Regions from separate parts of the Rattus norvegicus genome. Here region 2 is linked to region 1. The links are chromatin contacts, called in public Hi-C maps. All regions are on one chromosome and are shown on one strand. Each heading gives the region's core, a stretch centred on a gene start, on an enhancer-like site or on the middle of the called end of the contact. The rest is flanking DNA. Distances are from core to core; before and after follow the strand shown. Region 1 holds the start of Fads3 (fatty acid desaturase 3). Region 2 holds the start of Fads1 (fatty acid desaturase 1).

What was found. Hi-C and Micro-C count contacts between places; a contact is called where the count stands out from the background.
Region 2: a contact with region 1 is called in a Hi-C map of hepatocytes, with 1.6 times the contacts expected there. The contact joins the promoter of Fads1 here to the promoter of Fads3 in region 1. A contact is called at or near these places in 11 of 12 Hi-C or Micro-C datasets (the A7r5 cell line, the Rat2 cell line, Schwann cells and 7 more).

What each region holds. Positions count from the first base shown.
Region 1 is chr1:216,106,765-216,112,122 of GRCr8, reverse strand. It overlaps Fads3 (fatty acid desaturase 3), which reads right to left and starts at 1,250. Exons shown (of 12, transcript NM_173137.1): 1 at 938-1,250. The coding sequence starts at 1,162. It overlaps Rab3il1 (RAB3A interacting protein-like 1), which reads right to left. Exons shown (of 10, transcript NM_134411.2): 10 at 4,514-5,358.
Region 2 is chr1:216,249,182-216,254,826 of GRCr8, reverse strand. It overlaps Fads1 (fatty acid desaturase 1), which reads right to left and starts at 2,135. Exons shown (of 12, transcript NM_053445.2): 1 at 1,847-2,135; 2 at 96-206. The coding sequence starts at 2,059. It also overlaps the pseudogene LOC134483969.

The sequences.
Region 1 (5,358 bases), core at 1-2,500:
GTCCACAGGTTGATGATTTTCAGGAACCTTATCTCAGTTGCCTGGAGTGAATCCAGGAGGGGAAGGACAGTGACAGTAAAGTCCTGGGACGCAGAGAATCTTCTCTGATGCCCCCAGGTTCTTCCACTAGAGATCATGCCCTCCAGTCTTAATGATCTTCCTGGTACCCGATGTGACTAACCTACAGTTTTGGACAGTTGAGGACAGAGCATACGGTCTCAACCTTTGTCCATGGAGTGGGACTGGGGGTCTGGGAAATTGCTTCACCACTGGGCTCCAGCCAGACAGTCCTTCAGGCCAGTCACATCCCTCCTTGTGAATGGGTAGCTAGAGTCCCCAGGGGCCAGTCCGCGCCTGGGGTGACTGTGCTTCCCATGGAGGCCCACCCAGCCTGGCAAAGTCTTCCCACGTGTAGCTGCCAGCCCAGCAGAGGTGAGTCACTGGCCCTCAGAACAGTCCACACAAATGCTGGATCAGCCACAGACCTCCAGGCCCTGCCCAAGCTCTGCTGCCCAGCCCCCAGCCTCTGATGGCATATCCCTATCTGCTAGGGACCCAGCCCTGCACCTCGCTCTTGGAAGCATCAGATAATAGTCTGAGAGACTCGGAGCAGCGATGAGACCCTCAGTACAACAGGGAGGTACTTAACTAGAGTAGAATCTGCCCCTCATGGCACACCCACCTCTGTGGGCCCATTCCTGCCTGAGACCTATTTATTGCACAGACTGACCCAACAGCTGGTCCTCCGTGCAAGAAAGAGACCACCTTACCCCAGGTTCCATCTCAACTCTGGAGGTAGGGAGTAGGGGTCAAAGGTCAGAAGGAGCAAAAAGGATGCTAAGGTCCGCAGGTGGAATGAGACTCAGAGCCTATGAACCACATCTCCCTCCCCACCGCTAGCACCAGGCTCCACCCCGCCGGCAGTGGGTTAGCTTACCGTGGCGTCCTCCGCGCTGTGGTGGCCGATGAGGCGGCTACCCCCTGGGTGCCGCTGTGCCCAGCGGCTGATGTCGTAGACGCGGCGCTCGATGACCAGCCACTTGTCGCCTGGTAGGTCATGCTGGCGGATCTGCTCCCAGCGGAAGATGGGCAGGGGCGCCCCCAGCGGTGCGGGCCCCTCCCGTGGCCCGGGTCCCCCACCGGGCTCCCCGACGCCGCCCATGGCCGCTATGCACAAGTCCTCCGGACCCCGGTACGTGGCAGAGGTCTGAGAGATGGAGGGAGGCGAGGTCGCAATCGGGGGTCTTCCTCCGCCGCCGCCTGCCCTGCCGGCCCCGCCCTGCCGCTGCGGCCGCCGTACGAGCGTGCGCCTGCCCGGCTCTCCGCGCAGGGAACTTTTCCCTCCCTTATAACCGCGCTGACAGCGCTCGCCTCGCCCGCCCCTCGTCCCGGCCCCCGCGCTGGCCAGTCCCGCTCCCGCTCCAATCCAGGCGCGGCGCCTCCACATCTATTGGCTGCCCGGGGAGGGCGGTGTCTCGAAGGGACTCGCCCCACCCTCGAGGGCCTGGGGCCACCACACCCAGCCCTGCCCCTGGGGCACTGTCCCGCCCCCCAGTTTCTCGGACTCTGGGCTCCACCGAGAAAGCGGGGGGGGGGGGGGGGGGATGGGGACCCAGCACACACCGGAGTCCTGCAGGCCGCTGCGCTCAGGCGCACCCCTAGGGGCCTGAGAGGAGCCCAAGTCTGAACCCTGAAAGGCTGAGAAATGTAGTTAGGGACGTCACAGGTCTTTAGCCATGCATCCCAGGTGGCTAGAAATGAGGACACTACCTCTGGGTGACTGTCGACAGGCTCCAAACAATGGACCTCACCTCCCAACAAACCCTCAACATGCACATGAGGAAGCCATCTAAAGCAGTGTTGGAGCTGTTGGCCGCTTCTCCCCTCTGGCTGCACACAGGATTGGGGATACCCAGGTTGGCCACTGCAGAAGAGCAGTAGATGACACTGGTGCCTGGAGGTCTGCAGTTCATGAGATGAAAGAATGGTCCAGTTTGCAATGAGTGGCTTGCTTGTTAACCACCTCACAGTTCTCTCCCTTCATGGGGTCCTGTTTTTGACTTACTAAATTCAAACCCTCTTGAGAGTGTGACTACGTTCCCAATTGTACCCTGTTACTTTGAGATAGACATCCAGTTCCTTAAAGCTTTCACAACTGGCAAACTTGAAGATCCATCAGAACTTCCTAGAGGGCCAGTTAAAACAGACTCCCGCACACCACCCTAGTGTGACTCAGGGCAGAAAGGTGAGGCCTGCTTGTTGGGAGAAAATCTTTTCAGAGCCTTAAAGTGTATTTTTTTTCTAATATGTTGACATTTCCTCTTGGTCTACCAAAGGATTTGTAGGAGACCTGACCTAAGGCACCCCTGTGGATACCCAAATCAACCTGTGCTTCTTGCCTATATAAGACAGTATATGCACATAACCTTCACACATCCCCCCATACACTTTAAACCGTCTCTGAATTCCTCGTAATGTCTAATGTGATGTAGATGCTCTATAAATAATTGCTCACTGCATCATTTAGGGAACAATAAGACTAAAGAGGCTGAAAGCATTCTGTCCAGATGCAACTATTACAGGCCTAAATCCACAGGACAAGGGAGAGAAGCAGAGGCCACCAACACCAGAAACTGTTGGCTGGATACCTGGGACCTGTGACATGAGAGGTGACATCAGGGCCAGCCTACATACACCCTGCTTCCTTCACACGGAGTGTGGCACATTCCAGTCCTACAGTCTGGAGATTGCTAGACTTGTTTTCAGAACATGTCCAATGTACTGCTGTTGTGTCTTAGACTGCAGAACTCACAAAGAAGGAAAATCCGTGATATATATGTCACGGGCAGACTAGAGTTAGCAGAAAGGCGCTTCTTGGTTGTCTCTAGTTTGAGGAACTCTTGCTTTGCTTAGCCAGGACCAATAGGCCCAAGATGTTGCCACAAACGGGAGCTGTTTAATCCCTTTCTATGAAGGTTCTTCAAAATCCTAGAACATGTTTTTTCTGCACACCTGAGGTTACAGGAGCCCTGGCCAAAGAGGATGGATGGCATGTGCTGCCCCCACATGGTCACAGTGAGGACTGGGCTAGAGAAAGCCTGCTCTTCCCAGGTGAATGCGCCTCTTGTATCCAAACTTGGATGCCCATAGGGTGTGGGCCTTGTTCTGTTCTCAGCACCTCTCACTACTAAGATGTGGCTGACTCAAAGGCCATTCAAGGGTTTCTTCCCTGTAGGCTTGGCCTGGACTCAGGTATGGGAGGTAAACTGGGCAGACTGGGGAGATAAACCAAGGACAAGGCTCTAACCATGCTACCCCTCTTCAGTCCAGCATGGAGTCTACAGGTGGTCTGGCACTCTCTACACCTGATCTAGCTGTGTGTTCTCATAAAGCCTAAACTATGTGTGACCTTTCTCCACCTCCCACATAAGCAGCTTCCCACTTTAGTTCTCTGTAGGTCTTGGGGTCATCCCTAGGTCACTCTGTCTCTCTGATCTCTGACTCTGGGGAACCTGCAACTTGCAGAGAGTCAGGGGTTAGGGCAGCTTGAGGCTCCATTGTCTGTCCACAAATCCCCAAATCTGGGCAGCTGAGGCTTCTCAGACCACTTGGAAAGGGAGAGGCATCACTCGACATTCCTGAGCTGCCATTGGATCACTGCCAGGGTGTGTGAATGTAGGAGGGAGAGGGAAGCCAGCCAAATGGAGTGCTTTTGGGGGGGAGGGGGCGACAAGCTTGAGGTTTGAGAGTCCCCTTGAATGCCTTGAATACAACCCCTTACCTCTGTCCCAGCTGGATTCCTCACTGTTGTAAGCTTTCACCCAGGCCTCTGGTTGGATGCCTTGAAATCACCACCCCCTACAGAGCCACCAGCTACTTACTGTCCTGGAGCCAAGAGATGTTTGTGCAGTGCCAGGGAGGCTCAACAAGCTAGATAGGCAAGCAGTGGCTTTAAGCACAAGCTCTGAAGCCACCAAGAAAAAGCAGTCCTGGAGCTCAGGCAGCAGAAGCACAAAAGGGGACTCAAGTCAGAGCTCTAGGGTTTGGCTTGAGTCACAGATCTCACCATGAGTTTAGTTATTAGTTCGGGGTACAACTCTTCTGAGAAAGGAGGGGCACAGAGGCCAGGGCACCACAGGATTATGTAAAGGCTGTTTGTTTGAAACTATTTAGGCCAGCAACGACAAGCCTATCAGCAACTATGGTGAAACACAGCTCCTTAGAACACCTTGGTAGTAGCCAGACACACAGAAATGTGCAGTGAAGGGGAGAAGACCCCCCAAATCACTACTCAGGACACAGATCAAAGCCCAGGGAGCAAACACCTCACATCTATTAGAATGGTTACTACCAAAACCAGTAAAATAATTTTGGCCAGGAGGCAGAAAAGTTGGGGCCCTGGGCTATTGTTGGTAGAACTTTAAAGTGGTACAGCCACCATGGAAAAAGTATGGAGGGTCCTCTAAAACAAAAACAAAACAAAACAAATAAAAAAAAAACCCTACCATATGAGCCAATTTACTAATGGTCATTTATTAAAAGGATTCTATGCAAGCTCTCCAAGGGATATTAGCATATGCATCAGTAGGTACCAGTAACCCATGTCTGTCTCCAGTGAATGGATAAACACAGAGGGGTGTTACACATACATCAGAATATTACTAAGTCTTAAAAAGGAAATCCTGTCATCTTACAACACAGACGCATATTGACATTACATTAAGTGAGACAAGCCAGCCACTAAGAGATCAATCTTGCTGATTGCATCTACAGCAAATCTCCAGAGGAGTCAGATTCACAGAGGCAGAAGGCAAGATGCTGAGGACCACAGTCTAGGGACAGGAGAAATAGGGAATTATTCAGTGGACAGAGCATTTGTTTTGAAAGATGCAAAATGTTTGCAGATTGGCTTCATGACAGTGTGAGAGTATGCCTATGCCTAACAGAACTATAATTCTACACTTAAAACGTATGACAAGATTGTGTTTAAAAAAAAAATAAGTACGGCAGGGATTGATTTGTGGAAAAAGGACTTCCTGTCAAAGTCTGATGGCCTGAGTCCAGATCCACAGAAATCTTAAAAAGCTTGACCCAGTAGTCCATGCCCATAATCCCTATGCTCCTAGTGGGAAGGTGGGAGAATTCTCAGAAGCTAGGCTGGCCTATGCATCAACAGACAATGAGAGACTCTGCCTCAAACAAGGACCAAGACAATATCATGAATGCACAACTCAAACACCAAATGCATGCATGTATGAACGAACGAATGAATGAATGAACGAACGAACGAACGAGGGAAGATTATGGAGAAAAATAATAATCCCAATTCATAACTGAGAAAAGCAACTTGCTCCAAGG
Region 2 (5,645 bases), core at 886-3,385, 140 kb before region 1:
AAGAACTGTCACCTGTTCTTGGAAATGCCCTATGCAGGCATTTTCCCCCTCTCCCTCCACAACCAAGTCTCCAAACAGCAAACATGGCCTCTCACATTCTTGGTGGGTTCAAAGCTGGGCTGCTCCGGAGCTAGCTCTCCAATCAGAAGAGAGTTCATATACTTTCTCACAAGGCCCTTGTTAATGTGGAATGCCACAAAAGGATCCTGAAAATACAGGGAGAAGACAGTGAGGACCCCTGTCCCCTAGGCTCCCAAGAGCCTCACATCAAAGATCATCCTCCAGGCCAACAAGGTTTGCATTAACGCTGAGGCGAAGGCCACCTTCCTCTGGCTACTGGGCTTTCAGCTGTCTGTCATCCTCAGATCACCCAGAATTTGGGTTCTCATTGAAAGGACACTACACCAAAGACTGGAAAGACTCCCCTGAATGCCACACAGAAAGACCTTAGACGCTGGCTTCATGTCTACAGACATTCGTGTAGGAATTTAGCATGGAGAGAAGCAGCTTGCAGGAATAGGTGGGGCTATGAGGCTTTTGTTCCTATAGCACTTTCAACAAGTCCCTTCTTTGGACTCCCTATGCCAGAGCTGGGGAACTCTTCACATTGCTTCCTCTTTTGGACAGGGTTCCCCATTTCCCCCAATACTGACCATTCCCTGCTCCGGAGGAGTTGATACGGGTTATACAAGGTGAGTGGGAGGGCCTTAGGGGAGGTGGAGTCTGTGGGCATGGCACCACACATCGAGACCAATCGCTGTCCTTGCTATGAAATCCTAGGCTCCCAAATCACACTGAATGGGAAGCCTAGACGGTGCAGGTCTGCTCCATCTGTTCATAAATCCGTATAGGAATGCCCTGCTGTTTGGATTCTGGAGTGGTTACTTCTATTTACTGGCTCATTCTAGCCTGGTCTCTAAGGCTGGTGTTTAATCCGAGTGCCCTCCACCTCTAACTCCGTGGACAACTTAATAGGAACCCTAGTGACCCCGGGAGCCAGTGAGACTAGCAGCCAAGGAATAAGAGGTAGGAGGGATAGCATTAGGTAGTTAGAAGGTAGATGGACCCGAATGTAGGGATCCAACAGTTGGCAATCATGTCAAGGAATGCTCTGCCCCAACTTTAGGGTCCTAAGGGGGTAAGTCAGGAGGATGTGGTCTATAAAGAGAAAACAGGGCCACTAGACAGAGGCTGGGGGCGCGGACCGACTCTGCCTTCAATAAGCTACAGCGGAAAAGGGACGCGATCCCGCGAAGTGTCTAATCACGCGGGAGCCCTGTTCTCGGAATAGTTGAAGACCTCCTTGGCCTACCGCCAAGTGACATCGCACTAAGAATCCGAGAACAGTTTTACGACTCCGACCTCAAGCTTTCTTGGACCCGCACAGGTTCACTACCCTACCCTCCGGTCTTCACAATGTACAGGTGATGCAAAAGCACGGGGTTCTCAGTGCTACCCCCATCGCCTGCGGTCCTCTCCCGCTCCGGATCCCGAGTTGGGGCTAGCTCTCTAGGTCAGACAAGGCTGTGTTCACCCTCCCAGCCCTGCAGACAAGACCGACTCCCACTCTTTTCTCAGACTCCTTCTACCACTAATCTAGGCTGCAAGCACCGTGGTTCGGGTACCTCAAAAGCTCACTCCCTTCTATCAAGCTCCGGATCCAACCTGTGCCTGAGACTCCAGAGGCAAAGCACCGACCTGCAGCCAGCCCTTTGTTTGAATGTGCGTGTCTCTGGCCACCGCCTGCAGCCCTGGTCTCTCTGGCGCTTGCATTCTGGGTCTAGAGGCCTCTCCCCTCGCCAGTGTCCCTCCCAAGGGTGCAGACGCGCCTATTGTCCGCGCTCACCGTGGCATCCTGACCAGCGTAGTGGCTGATGACCCGGGAGCCTCCCGGGTGGCGGCGACTGAAGTCGCTGATGTTGTACACCTTCCGGTCGATCACGAGCCATCGCTCCTTCTCCCTCCCGGAGCGCTGCGCCACCTCCTCCCAAGTAAAGTAGCGCATTTGGCGGAGCTGGGCGGAGGCCGGGTCAGGGGTCTGCACCGGGTCGGGAGCCATAATAAGCCTGGTTGGGGAAGCCGGAGCGGGAGCTGGAGAGGCGCGCGCTCGGGGCTGCGAGGCAGCGCACGCCAGCCTCGCCAACTAGGGGAGAGTCGGGCTGCCGCGAGCGCGCTCCCGGAGACCGCCGTTCGCGCGCAGGGTTTTCAGCACCGTTGGCGCGGACCTCCAAGCCCCGCGGCGCGCCCTCCCATTGGCTGAGCCGAGTGGTGTGGGAGCGAGCTCCGCCTCTCTGGGGCCAGCAGAAATCGACCCCCACCCCCACCCCTTCCCGGGAGAGACTCCGGCTACTGCGGGCGGCAGAGACGCGCCCCCTCGCGGGTGCCTGAAAGTGGTCTCCAGGCGATTCCACTTTTGAATGGGGTTTTATTGAGAATGGTAGGGATAACGGTTCCGGTGAGTCACAGCTTGCTGTGGCTAAGGCGGAGGCCCCGAGGGCGCATAGAATCTTGGTGTGGACATACAAAAGAGAAAATAGTTTCGGAACAGGTTGTCATGTAGCTCAGGCTGGCCCCGGACTCACTGTGTAGCCGAGAATGACCTAGAACTTCTGACTCTCCTGAGGTCTGGATTTACAGGCACGAGTTACCCACGTCCTGTTTTATGCAGCGCATTGTGCTAAGGCAAATGTTCTATTAATTTCCTGCCCCAAGGAAACACGTGACAAATTAAACACAGTGGCTTTAACAAACAAAACAGCACCCTGGCCCAGTAGACGTTCAGAGATCCATTTCCTAGCAAGGTGGGCAGTTCACAAATGCGGAAAGAAAGGGGATTGACCTAAAGAAATAGACTGGCTACAGTTCCGGGGTTTTGCTCACTTTGTAAACCAAGGCTAACAGAAGGCTTGTCTGCTATGATTGGCCAACACTTTTGACTTACAAGAAAGTAGTGCTAGGAACTTGGAGATGTGTCAGTGTGATAAAGGCCCTTGACATCTGAAGACCTGAGTTTAATCCCAGAGACCCACATGGTAGAAGGAGAAAACCAACCAGCTCCTACAAGTTGCCCTCTGACCTCCAAGCATGCTCACACACCTACGAAAAGAAAGAGGGGTACTGAGGATAGCAACAGATGGAGGGAAATAAAGTCTTCTGGATGACAAAGGACTCCTGACCTTTGATCTTGGGAAAGCTGTCTGTGTCTGGGGAGCCTGCTACTTCAGGAGGCAAAGTCCTTGATCACCTTTACTCAGTGATAAAAAGGGGTAATTCCAAGAGTCTGGGGACCTTAATCCACAATGTGTGCGAGCAGCGTGTGTGTGTGTGTGTGTGTGTGTGTGTGTGTGTGTGTGTGTTCCCATGGTCACGCACAGGTATACATGTATGTGTGGAGGTCAGAAAACAATCACGGGCATGCCATCCCCCTCCTTTGAGGCAAGGTCTCTGGCTTGAAGCCTTGACTAGACGTGCTTGGCCACTGATCCCCAAAAGACCCTATTTCCATCTCACCAGTACTGCAATTCCAAACACTTTGCCACTATGTCAAACATGGGTTCTGCAGATCAAACATTTTAAAAGGAAAATGCAAGCACTTTACCGAGTGAGCCATCTTCCCAGACCCAAGGAATCCTTTGGGATAGAATGATATGGATCTAAGATTACAGGCTCTGAAATTTTGCTGCATGGAGGGTCCTTCCAATGGAGTTCAAGGTCAGCCTTTTTCTGATGTTATTTTTAAAAAGTGCCTGTCTCCAGGTTCTAGCGTGTGTAAGGTCTGGGTGCTATTACTTGCTGGATCTCAAAGTACTGCTTGTACCTGGTTAAAAAAAAAAATGCTGCGGTATTGGTTCCATATTACCTGTGTGACAGTTTATAGTGATTCTGTTGTTAGGAGATGGCTCTCAGTCCTTATTCACAGATTCGTGTTTCCCGGTGGGAGTTGACGTGATCGCCATCAGGAACATTGATTAAGATGATCCATCTGACTTCACTTTGTCTGATGGATGGCCTTGGTTTGTGGTACCTTAAGCCGTTTTGCAACTTGCTCAGTGAAAGTGAGTCTTCCTCGTTTGCTGTTGATGTCTTCAGGAATGCTCCACAAAGTAAATGCTATTTCTAATAACCTTTGAATAAAGAAGAAAAATAAAGGTTGACAAGATGGCACCCGGTGAGGGGGCTGACAATGTGAGTTCATCTCTGGAGCCCATGTATCGAGGAGAGAACTGACTTGTTAATTATCCTCTGGCCTTCACATATGCATCTTGGCCTACATACCTACCTACCTACCTACACACACACACACACACACACACACACACACACACACACACACACACACCAATAAACAAAGAAAAATACAGCTTTTAAAAGCTTTAAAGACAAAAATAAAAATGAAGAAAGGCAGGCCTTGCCTTCTTTGTTTTAACATCTACTATTTCTAGTGATTTTAGATCCATATTGTGTTTGACTATGGTTAGTTTTGTCCCTGGAGACATAGCCCGGGCTGATCTGGAACTCACTGTGATCAGCGGATTAGCTTCCAAGTTGTAATAATCTGATCACCCTGCTTCGGCCTCCCAAGTGCTGCAATCACAGGCAGGCACCACCTCTGTGTGTCACTAGTTATTAGTCAGAATTATCCAGTTTTAGCGGCCTTAATTGTCAGGAGACACTAGGACACGATTAATCATGAAGTTTGTATCACAGCCTCAGCGGTGGTATCCACCAGCAGTGTGTGGATTGGTGAATCTAGCGATCTATATTCGAGAAGCTTCCTCTCAATGGCACAGGGCCTGTTCTCTAACAATTCCGTGTATTGTTAGCCTTTCTGTAATAGGGAACTTTCCTGGGAGCAGAACTCCACCTCTATCCTCCTAGGAGGTTTTGTTCTTGCTTTGGCTAAGTGTGAGAGCTAGATTGTCTGTCCCAGCATTCCTCAGCCTCAGTTTTCTATTCTTTTTTTTTTTAAAGCAGAAAGTTTGATATATTTATCCAGAAAAGGGACTGCAGGAGCATGACGTTTGAGAGGAAATCTCTTAGTCAGCAATCCTGTTGATTCCAACTTTTCTCATCCTGATGAGGCTCTCTTGTCTGAAGCTCTTCATGCACTCAGGTACTTTGCATGATGCCTGATGTGGTCACTGACGAAGGTTGCAATGAGGTGGTAGCTATGATCATAACCCTCTTGGAGCCTAAAATCAACAGGGATTTTCTTTTCTGTGCAGGCAGCGATGAAGTTGTCAGGGAGTAACTGCCCATCTGAGAGAAACTCTTCATCTTTCCTTGATCAGTTAGTATGTCAGTCTGCGAGCCCCAATAGGCCTTCATGAGACAGGCTGCCTCCTATGCCTTCCGTTCACTTTGATCTGGTCCCAAACATCCATTAAAAGCTTTTTTGCCCCAAGGACAGAGCACAGGGTTGCAAATTGGAAGAAATGCTGACACAGATCTGTATTTCCCAGAATTTTTCTCAAAGCACAAATCAGAGCTCCGTGGCCTCCCACGGAGTGACCTCTGTGGGTCCACCGGGAAATTGGCATTTATGAGTTTGCGGAAGCTCCTCTGTTATGTAAGCCTACATTCTGCAGTTAGCGTTCCAAGGATCTTCGGTGGCATTCACGTAAAACCCAGCACCAGTGCCAAAG